Regions from separate parts of the Mus musculus genome. Here regions 2 and 3 are each linked to region 1. The links are chromatin contacts, called in public HiChIP or PLAC-seq and Micro-C maps. All regions are on one chromosome and are shown on one strand. Each heading gives the region's core, a stretch centred on a gene start, on an enhancer-like site or on the middle of the called end of the contact. The rest is flanking DNA. Distances are from core to core; before and after follow the strand shown. Region 1 has its middle 49 kb from the start of Diras2. Region 2 has its middle 43 kb from the start of Gm33116. Region 3 has its middle 110 kb from the start of Gm33116.

Region 1 (3,625 bases), core at 750-3,249:
AAGCCCAGAAAGTTAACAGGTAACTTTGTCACAGAGAGCCTTCTGAGGCCCTGTTCTGGAGCTCTGAATGGGGCCAATGATTTTGGAGGAGCGGTGCCTGCAAGGGTCACCCTGGACTTGCTCGGAATCTGTGAGTTGGGATTCATTTCCTCTTAACCTGATGAGTGGGATTTAGCTGAGTGCCAGGGAGGCAAGAGAAGCTGGGATGTCTAAAGTAGACCCTCACTCAGGAAGAAGAAATATATTCAAATCCTGTATAGTATCATACGTGCCCTCTTGGGCCAACTTGACCTAGTTCTTGTGCACCGTAGATGTCCTACATTCTTGGCACACCCAACACGCTGGGGTCTCTAATACAGCTGCAGATTTACCTACACAGCTGCATACACAGCTGTCTCACATATTCCGTACGTACCTACCCTCCTATACATTTCTTGGCCTCTGGATTTTATTTTTTGTCCCCCAAAACTCCTGTTCCAAGACAGTGCCACATGGCTAATGTTCTGGTATGCTGATAGTTCAAGCAGAAGCTGGACCCACCAAGATGGCCATTACAAATGCCAGTGTAGCTGAATCTGGGCAAACATGTCTTTAGGCTGCGCTGTCTGAGCATCGCTCCCCAGAACCATCTCTCCTATTTTTCCAGTGTAAATCATGTGCTTTCTCTTTCATGGCACCTGTTTCTTTAACAATAAGAAGTGCTTTGTCTACAGCTTTTAATGTGTATGTCCTTTTTCCTCACCAAACTGTACATTTCCCCTATTTGTCTTCTCTTCTTTCTGCTCTGAATTATCACTATAATTCTGGATAAATGCATCAAGTAGCAACCATGTTGCAGCTTGGCTACCATGCTCTCATAAAATTTCCCTTGATAAATAAGCTGGTCTGGTTGGTCTATTGCTTCTATATTTAACATCACTTAAATTTTCAGCACATGGGCATCATGTTGACAGTTTTGTTTGTTTATTTGTTTTGTTTTGTTTTGCAGGAGGGTTACATATATGAATGACAACTAGTCCAATCCCTGATTGAGTCTTTGTTCTTGTCTGAAGCCTCCTGAGTAAGCTCTATTTTTTTTCTTGCCTTTCTTTTGTTTTCTTTTCTCTGGAGTAGTATGTGTGGCATGTGTGAATGCCTGTATATATGGGATGTGTGCGTGTGGAGCCCTGAGGCTGACATCAAGTGTCTTCCTTGGTCATTCCTTGCCTTTACTCTCAGTGTTTCCATCAGCAGCTTGGCTTTCTTCTTACCACCATGTCCCTCAACCATGTTCTGATTACTGTCATCTAGGGTTGCTCTGGCTCTTGCCGCCTCCTCCTCCTCCTCCTCTTCTTCCTCCTCCTCCTCTCCCTCTTCCTCCCCACCCCTTCTCCCTCTTCCATCTACTTTTCTTTATATTCTTCTGAGTCAGTCTCATAACCCAGCCCGACCTCGAGCTTGCTGTTCATTCATCCCAGCCCCCTTAATGCTGGAATTACAAGTGTGCACTTGCACACCTAGTTCATTTTCTTGTTCTTCACTCTCATTCAATTTAAAAGAAATAATAGCCCTTGGTCTATACCTTTCCAGATGCCATAGAAAAATAGCATCAACTTGAATTGTATTCTTTCTTCATCTTAAATTGAATCTCTGCCAGTCTGGCTCCTAAATGGCTCTTGGTGGCCAGATAATACCTTTTGATATTCACTCCCATTGCGGTCTCTTTCACCTGAGTTGGTCTGGTTGGTCTCATTCAGATGGACAGACAAGGGCAGAAGTGATAGGATGCCACTTCCAGATTAGCATATAATTGGTTTTGTTCTCCCATATTCTCCCTAGGTAAGCCTGCTGTACCTTGCAGAGAGGCATCTTCGACTCAGGACCGAGGTTGTGACCCTGCAGGCTAGCTAGGTTACCCACTCTGACCAACAGCTCCACTGTATCTTCACAGGGAACCATGGGCCAGGGGGATCCTGCTGGTTCATGGCTGGATTCCTGACTCATAGAAATGAAAGGCTAACAAATGGTTGTTTAGATTGCTCAGTGTTGAGTAATTGGCTCTGTGGCAATTAGTCTTCTCTTAGTCACCAGCCATGTGTCACTGGGATGCAATAGCTGGCACAGACTGATGGTGAAGCAAAATGAAAGTTTGGCTCAGGGTTCTAGAGTTTTAAGTCCAAGATTAGGTAATTCCATTAGTCCCTTTAGGTCTTCTGGTAAAGACCATTGTCTTAGTTAGGGTTTTACTGCTGTGAACAGACATCACAGCCAAGACAATGCTTATAATGACAACATTTAATTGGGGCTGGCTTACAGGTTCAGAGGTTCAGTCCATTATCATCAAGACAGGAAGCATGCAGCACTCAGGCAGGCATTGTGCGGGAGAAACTGAGAGTTCTACATCTCCATCTGAAGGCCTCTAGGAGAAGACTGGCTCCCAAGTGGTTAGGAGGAGGGATTCATTGCCTACCCCCACAGTGACACACTTCTTCCAACAAGACCACATTTACTCCAACAAGAGAAATGCCCCCTTGTAATGTCACTCCCTAGACCAAGCATATTCACACCGCTATAACCATGTATCCAAACCACACACCGAGATAATCTCTCTGTGCTGGTTAGTCAATTGGCACAGCTAGAGTCAATGAGAAGAAAGTTTGATGAGGAATTATCAAGTTCAGGTTTGCCTGTGGGCATGTCTGTGGTGGTGGAGGATTGTCTTGACATCTGATTGATGTAGAAAGTCTCAGGCTGCTTTGGGTTGCACCAATCCCTAAGCAGTGGGGTCTAGAACAGTGTAAGAGAGAAGAAAGCTATCTGAGAGCAAGTAAAAGAGAGATGCATGCATCTCTCTTCTTTTGACCATGGACACTAAGCTTTGAGTTCTTGCCTTTAATTTCCCCCCAAAATAGTGAATATAACCCAGAATTATACCAAATAACCTTTTTCTCTCCTAAATTGTTTTTTGTTGGGGGTATTTTATCAGAGTAATGGACATCAAACTAAGGCCCTCTCTATTCCATGATCCTTAGTCACACCCACAAAGTCCCTTTACCACATGGACCAATGCATCTCCTGAATCCAGGATTAACATGTAGACCTCTTTGAGCATCATTATTCTGCCTTTTTCCAGGGCAAATTCTTGGAACCCAGCACCATAAGCTGTGTATTTGATGTCTGGTTTCCCCCTTGGACTGTGTTGTTACCAACTCATACTGGACACCGATGAGCTTCCAAATTTTCATCTATAAAACAGAGATGACATAAAAAAAAATGATTCTGTCTCTTTTCACAGGTTGACGGGACATGATAAAAAGTTTGTAGAACCTCAGTTAAAGTTCCCCCCAATGTAAATAAATACATAAAACTGTGGCACTCTGATGATAACATAGGGCAGAACAGTAGATAGCTGGGCTGTGAACACCCACCGAGCAGAAGTGACCCCACCGTGGGAATGGAACAGATCATGAGAACTGAAGTGGTCTCAGGAAAGCCAGAACTTAGCATCAGAATGGAAGCAGCCAAAGGCTGTGTTGACTTTCTGGGGCGTTGTGAACAAACCTGTTTTTCTCAGACAGGGCACCAATGCCAGACCAAAGAGACACTTGTACCCATGCCTGGTGTGCACCAAAGAGTGTATCGGGAT
Region 2 (3,625 bases), core at 411-2,910, 200 kb after region 1:
CCTAAAAATGTCCAGACCCTCCCAAAATAGTGCCACCAGCTGGGATAAGTTTCCAAACCATCACAGCTGGGAGTGATTCATACATGGTGTGGCTGGCTCTGGAAGAATTTTCAACCCTTTTCCTCAATGGCTCGGGAAAAGAATCTCTTTGCTTTTGGTTTTAGGTGAGGGAATGAGGGATACTATTTGCCTTTAAAAAAATAATAATCTTTCAAGGATGTAGAGTGGGACCAGAGGTGAGGGACCACGTTGGACTCAATTTCCATAGCTGAAGAGAGAGTGAGCAGAGGTAAGAACAGGGAGGAGATGTTAGTGTGAGGTAATGTTGATAGGAGCAGGAAGCTGGGGAATGGAGTCTGGCTTTGGGCATGGTTGAGTGCAGCGCTGTCCCTGAGTGCTTCCTGGGGATATGTGGCCTGATATCTATTCACACCTCACAAGGCTCCCATGACTGATGAAAGAGAAAGTTTTCGCTAAGTTCATCTTGGTGAAGCAATGACTTTACTCAGGCTACTGAATTCAGAAACCTAGGTGAGGGGTAACTTACAGGAACACGAGTGAGGCAAGGCATCACCAGAAAGCTCACCCAGCGTGGGTAACCACTCCTTCCAGCTGCAACCCTGCAGCTCCATGCATGCCTGGCAAGCATCTCTAGAAGACTCTTCTCCCTAACAAGTGTATACTGCTTTTATAGCCTCATGGAGGGGCATTCTGAGGCAAGCAACTTCCTAAGTCCACTGAGCCTTGTATGTTTCTTTAACTTCCTGAGTCTTTCCTCTTCAGCAAGAGAATGCTTCCATTTGAAAGAGAAAACTAAGGACTTGTTATTGGATTCCGTAGATGCGATGCTGGGCAACATGAACTGAGCACTGGGAAGGAAGGAAGGAAGGAAGGAAGGAAGGAAGGGAGGGAGGGAGGGAGGGAGGGAGGGAGGGAGGGAGGGGAATTGAGGGAGGAAGGAGGGAAGGAGGAAGGAAGGAGGGGAGGAGGGAGGGAGGGAAGAAGGAAGGGAGGAAGGGAGGAAAGGAGGGAGGGAGGAAGGGAGGGAGGAAGGAGGGAAGGAGGGGAGGAGGGAGGGAGGGAGGAAAGGAGGGAGGGAGGGATGGGAAGCAAGGGAGGAAGGAGGGAGGGAGGAAGGAAGGGGGGAGGAGGGAGGGAAAAAGGAAGAAGGGAGGGGGAGGGAGGTATTTGGGGAAACTTGAATTGCATTTCTCAGACTTGACTCCACAGTAAACTCTCTTATTTCCTTTGAGGTGAAAACTACTTTCTGTACCCAAACCAGCAAGACTCTGGGCAGTGCCTAGAGAAAGAAAGAAGTCAAGGCAACCTTTGCAGGGATGTTTTGTTAATGGAAGAATTACTGCACTCTTATGCTGAAGAATCTAGTAGAGGAAGAACTTTTTGAGTTGAGATGGACATGGGACCAGGTGAGAAAGAGGCCTGAGAGCAGCGAGCATCCCATGATGCAGCCTTGTCACACTGGCCTGGGGGATGGGCAGGCCAGATCATCAGGGTGGGAAGTGGCCTCCAGGCAGAAAGGAAATGGCAAGTAGAAGGAGCTGTCCCAGTATGGATGTGATGCTGTCCCACTGTGGACACGATGCTGTCCCAGTATTGACATAACGCTTCAAGAAGTGCTTTGTCATGTGCTGGACCACAAAGTTTGGAGAAGTAACCACAGGAGGGTGTGGCTCTGGTGTTACAGTTCCCTATGTTCCTTGTACTGTTAGAACTGATGGGAATTGGGCTGATGTAACCTTTCTGGCTTTTCTATGCCTGCCCCAGCTCCCGAATAATGACACAGAGATTTATTTTTATTAACAGATGCCTAGACCTAAGTTAGGCTCATCCTCAACTAGTTCATAACTCAATTATCCCATGTATAGTCATCTAAATTCTGTGACGTTGGCTGCTTACCTCTCAACCAAATTCCTAAGTCCGGCTTCCCCTGAGTCTGAATGGCAAATCCCCACCCCTGAGTCTTTCCCAGCGTTTCTTTCTCTCTGCTGGATGTCCCAACTTACTATCCTGCCTTTTGCCATAGGCTATGGGTGGTTTTGTTTTAACCAATCAGAAGATGCCTTAGGCAGTCAAGGAAGGACAGAGACACATCTTCTTCACACAGGGTACAAAAACATCCGTCCGACAGGCTGAAGTTATTCTAGCGAGGTTAAGTAAAGGCTGGAGAGAAGCACAGGCTATGAATGGGTGTATTAAAGGGGGAGTGGCTACACAGTAGACAACCCTGTGCTTGATGAAGCTGAGGCAGGGATGCAGGGGTGAGACACTGGGTGGAAAGGGTCAGCAAGTTAGAAAGCTGGTAGCTTTGAAGATGGCAAAGGAGACAGTAAATGTGCTCTTGTGCTGTTGTTTCCAGATTTTGGTGGTTTCTGTTTATTTTATTATGTTTGTTTTGTTTTGTTTTGGAGACAGGTTTTTCACAGCCTAGCTTTGAACTCATGCATAGCCCAGGCTGACCTGACTTTGGTGGGTTGTGTGCTATGTCAGCACACACACCCATACCCCACAACACACAACCCACCATGTTAGGTCACCATGCCCAACTGAAGCATTAAGGTAGAAACACTGATCAGATGAAATAAGAAGGAGTAGAATGAAGGATCAGCAAAAGGGGGTATGAGGTCATCAGCAGAGAAGGCTGGGTTACATGAGGAGGCAGGAAAGCGGCTGTGAGGGGGCGGCAGTAGCTGAGGGAACCCACTCCCACCCTCAGCAGGAGGACACTGAAATAGCTACATGGCTCACTGCCATTGGAATCAAGTAAAGAAAAGAGACAGGGTCACACCACCTGCATAAGTGATAAAGTGAGAACCCGCACAGCAGAGGTGACCCAGCAGGCTGTCCCTAGTTGCCTCTGGATCCCCACTGAGCCTCACAGAGAGGCCTTCCGTGCAAATTAGGAACCCAGAGAACCAGCTTCCCCACCGCACCCCACCCCCCCCCCCCACACACACACACCCGTACATAAAAGGATCGCTGGACCCCTCTGCTCATGAGAATCATGGGCAATGTATATGTGCTAGAAATCGACTTCCTGAACCCACTCTGGGCTCTGGGTTGAACAAAGGTGGAGAGGTAGTGTGAGTCAGGTCTTGCACGCGGACATTTCCCTAGCACTCTGTTGCTAAGTAGACCTATATCACACAGCGCAACCCTCTGAATCGGAAAACTTGTTTTAGTGCGCCCCCTACCTGTAAGGCTTAGAAAGAGCAGTGGTGTGAAGCTGACTCTCAGGGAGCTTGACATCTGGGAAGGAATCACTTAAATTCACAAAAAAAAATCACCTTTTGTCTGGGGTCAGTGTGTGACCATGACCTAGGTGCAAAACCTGACCTTCCAGACTGTAGATAGAGGTCAGAAATGTGACAGTCACACCAGGGTGAAGTCCAAACAGGCAGGTACCAGAATGAGTTCTGAAGACACATAAAGAAGACAGACAGAAGAAAGCTACCCTGAAAACAGCTGCCCCTGGCCCACTGCTGTGTCAGCACACACCCCCACACCCCACAACACACAACCAACCTGTACTCGCGTCTTCCAATCTGTGGGTTTATGGGCTGGCTTCTTCCACATTTCCCTGCTCTACCAACAAGCTCAAAGTGTT
Region 3 (3,625 bases), core at 285-2,784, 140 kb after region 1:
TGCATCACACAAATGCCACAGCATCACAATGACAGCTGGCGCTTTCACTTTGCCTAATTTTGGTGACACTTCAGCACATTAGGTCAAACTACATCTCTTAAATGAGAGCACTCTCTGGGTGCCTGGGAGCCTTGTTCCACATTGCAATAAAGTTTGATTAAAGCATCCTTCATGTAAGGGACTTGAATTTCTTCTGTGCAACAATATGTGATATGTATATAAAAAGATAAAGAGATATAAGATATGTTCTATGGGGGTATGGTAAGGTATGGGGGAAGGGGGTGTCTCAGAGGGTCCATGCTGTGGCATCCCTTCCCCCTGAGGGACCAGCCACGCAATGGATTGTATAGTATAGACTAGAGTTTATTCAGGGCATGGGGAGGGGAGTTAAGAGGGTAGTAGAGTCAGAGAAAGGCAGAGAGAGAGGGGTGGGGAAGGGAAGGGAAGGGAAGGGAAGGGAAGGGAAGGGAAGGGAAGGGAAGGGAAGGGAAGGGAAGGGAAGGGAAAGGGAAAGGGAAAGGGAAGGGAAGGGAAGGGAAGGGAAAGGAAGGGAAGGGAAAGGAAAGGAAGGGAGAGGATGGGAAGGGAAAGGAAAGGAAGGGAGAGGATGGGAAAGGGAGGAGGGAAGGGAAGAGCCCAAGAGAGCAAGAGAGATGCAGGAGGGAAGCAAGAGTAAGAGAGCAAGAGAGAGAGGAGGGGGCAAGCAGTCCCTTTTATAGTGGGCCAGGCCTCCTTGGCTATACCAGGTAATTGTGGGGTGGAGTTTAGACAGAATGCTAACAGTATGCAGGGTGATAATTTCATGTGTGTGTGTGTGTGTGTGTATGTATGTATGTGTACATGTAAGTTTGCGTACATGTGGTTACCATCAGAGAAGAAGAGAGCATTCTGGAGCCTGGATCTAGAGTGATAGATGACAGTGAGCCGTCCAACAGGAATGCTGGAAACCGAAATTAGATCCTCTGAAAGAGCTGCAAGTGCTCTTGACTATTGAGCCAGCTCACAGCCCCAAAGGCTAGGAATCTCTAAACACGCCCTCCACATACATCTACAGACCTGCACACATGTGCCCACGAAATTGCAACTTAACCACTAGCAGTGATTTTTTTTTTAATGTGAGGAAGTTTGTTACTATCGTCCTTTTTGAATAACATATTCAATCACCATATTTAAGCAAAATTTAAAGGTTGATTTTGCTATGCCATCTGTCCATACAGCTCTGAATAAGCCTAGTTGTTTGGCGAATCTTTAAATACAGATTACTTTAAATGTAGAGCCTCTCTTAGGGCTCACTCATTTTTCTGGGGTTTCCACCCACATGAATTTTCTTATCCTATTCTAGAGAGCAAGGCACACAATTTGCCTCCCGTGGTGTGATCGTCTCTTTCCTACACTTTTCTTCACCCAGGTGGAGGGCCCAGCCTGAAGCTGGTTTTATCCATTATGTTGCACCCTCTCTCCCAAACACTTCGCTTCACAAAACCTTTTAAAGAGCTGTCCAGCACGGCCAGGGAGATGGCAACATCCGGTCCTCAAGCTGAGTCAAGAATGACTGGCCAAGAAAATCTTGGCAGTACCATGGTGAGAGCGACCACAGAGTCCTCTTGCCCAAGAAAAAGCCTCCAAGCAAAGTTAATCGTTTCCTTGCTTGTAGCAGGGGCCGAGTGTTTAGACAACACAATGGGAGGGGCTTCCAAGTCATCTGACTGGAGTTAACGGAGTGATGCAGAGACAAGAAGTGTAATGCCTTGCTTCCAAAGACTTGAGTTGGGAGGGGGGAAAAAGACCTTTTGGCGACTTAAGAAACACTGGGCTAAGAATAGCATTTTTATCCAACCTAAGAGAAGTTAAAACAGCTCCAAGGAAGCAGATAATAGCAGCTGCTGCCTGGAACAGTGAATGAGCTCGAGCTCTGACGAACGCCTCTGCATGCGTTAGGAGCACAGAGATCTTAGGAAACACAAGGTGTTTAAAGACCAGGCTAGATCCTCCTAAGATAAGAGGGGAACCGTCTCCAATAGAGCCCACCTTATTTGCCACAGATCCCCTGTGGGAGGGTCCATCAAAGAACCACATCGGCATCATGAAAAACCGTATAGTCTAAGTGACTGTGCCTTCCAGTGCGACAGGATAACTAACAATTGCTCCTCTGTCCCTCACCAGCATGGCTTCCGGTGGGAAGGAAGAGTCTCTGTCACCTTCAGCATCACAGCATAGAATAATGAATGGTGACATGAACAGGTAGCCACTGAAATCTTTGCAGATACTATTCAATGTGCCTGTCAGAGCACCAGCGAGCCATAGTAAAATACACAACCACCAGTTGGTCATTCTGGCCAATGCCAAGTTATTTTGGTGAGTCATAGTGGTGATGTCATTTAAACATTCCAAGCCCCTGTTCACAATGAAGGTAGCCAGAGGAGAAGTGCTCATTGGTGAGCATTCTGCCAAATATCAGAACATGCAACAGGAAGCCACCATAGGAACCAGGCTGGCTACCTGAACCCAAAGCATTGAGTGTAGAAGGCTCTGCTGCTTGGAAACGCATGTGCACGCACACACACTCTCACACACACACAGACACACACACACAGACACAGACAGAAGGTGGAACATTTAAGTGACATTGGTTGGTCTTTTGGGGTTCAAGAACGCTTCCTGGCACAACATTACCAAATAAACAGCTACATGAGTTTCAGCCGAGCAGGGTTGGGACACTGATCTGCAGGTTTCAGGTGCTCTCTGATGGCATCCTTAGCTTTTGGATTAGTGAAATCTAGATCTGCTAAAGATGCCTAGATCTGCTAAAGATGTGTTGTAAGGTCTTGATAGTTACAAGGGTATTAGTCACACATGGTGTGGGCAGGGAATGGCTGGAACTAAGAGTGGCCCAAGGTAACTTGGCTCTGGATTGCACAATCTACTCTCCACCATTTCTCATTTGCTCATTTGGCTTTGTGGAATCCTTAACAGGTTTTCTCCCTCCCCCTCCCCTCCCTTCCCCCTCCCCGTCCTCCTCCCCCTGCCCCTCCCCATCCCTCTCTTCTCCATTTCCCTTTCCCTCCTCCTCTTTTCTTCTTCTTCTTCTTCTTCTTCTTCTTCTTCTTCTTCTTCTTCTTCTTCTTCTTCTTCTTCTTCTTCTTCTTCTTCTTCTTCTTCTTCCTCTTCCTCTTCCTCTTCCTCTTCCTCTTCCTCTTCCTCTTCCTCTTCCTCTTCCTCTTCCTCTTCCTCTTCCTCTCCTCCTTCTCCTTCTCCTTCTCCTCCTCCTCCTCTTTCTCCTCCTTCTCCTCCTCCTCTTTCTCCTCCTCCTCCTCTTTCTCCTTCTTCTCCTCATTCTCCTCCTCCTCCTCCTCCTCCTCCTCCTCCTCCTCCTCCTCCTCCTCCTCCTTCTCCTTCTTCTTCTTTGCTCCTGGGAACTTCACATATCACAACGAATGCAAGTTGGAGGATGCTACAGTAGAAGTAGTACAAGTGCTTGCTGTGTGTTGGGAACCTTCCAGAAGGTGTACATGGGCTATTTTATCCAAACCTCATCACTACTCATTATGCTACATGCTTCCAGCAACTCACAGATGAGGGAAGGAAGGCTAAGTTAGGTACATTCCGGGTAACCATCAGTTATAAT

The links. A called contact is a pair of places that touch in the nucleus more often than the background predicts. HiChIP or PLAC-seq counts read pairs in DNA pulled down with a chosen protein or histone mark.
Region 2: a contact with region 1 is called in a FOXA1 HiChIP or PLAC-seq map of pancreatic cancer cells. The contact joins two enhancer-like sites. A contact is called at or near these places in 2 of 15 datasets of contacts at CTCF or cohesin (embryonic stem cells and pro-B cells), 29 of 484 Hi-C or Micro-C datasets (B cells, CD4 T cells, bone marrow-derived macrophages and 9 more), 5 of 115 datasets of contacts at active chromatin or transcription factors (acute myeloid leukemia, bone marrow-derived macrophages, embryonic basal ganglia and 2 more) and 1 of 9 other capture datasets (embryonic stem cells).
Region 3: a contact with region 1 is called in a Micro-C map of muscle stem cells, with 2.2 times the contacts expected there. The contact joins two enhancer-like sites. A contact is called at or near these places in 5 of 484 Hi-C or Micro-C datasets (cortical neurons, embryonic fibroblasts, embryonic stem cells and 1 more) and 2 of 115 datasets of contacts at active chromatin or transcription factors (acute myeloid leukemia and epiblast stem cells).

What each region holds. Positions count from the first base shown.
Region 1 is chr13:52,480,370-52,483,994 of GRCm38.p6, reverse strand. No RefSeq gene overlaps it. Among named protein-coding and RNA genes, the nearest start is that of Diras2, 49 kb to the left of the region's middle. Within about 2 kb of position 1,999, at least 38 of the 459 cell types and tissues checked have an H3K27ac peak or open chromatin away from gene starts, as enhancers often do. A contact at or near this core is called in embryonic fibroblasts, muscle stem cells and pancreatic cancer cells, where this site is marked.
Region 2 is chr13:52,275,421-52,279,045 of GRCm38.p6, reverse strand. No RefSeq gene overlaps it. Among named protein-coding and RNA genes, the nearest start is that of Gm33116, 43 kb to the right of the region's middle. Within about 2 kb of position 1,660, at least 38 of the 459 cell types and tissues checked have an H3K27ac peak or open chromatin away from gene starts, as enhancers often do. A contact at or near this core is called in pancreatic cancer cells, where this site is marked.
Region 3 is chr13:52,343,815-52,347,439 of GRCm38.p6, reverse strand. No RefSeq gene overlaps it. Among named protein-coding and RNA genes, the nearest start is that of Gm33116, 110 kb to the right of the region's middle. Within about 2 kb of position 1,534, at least 37 of the 459 cell types and tissues checked have an H3K27ac peak or open chromatin away from gene starts, as enhancers often do. A contact at or near this core is called in embryonic fibroblasts and muscle stem cells, where this site is marked.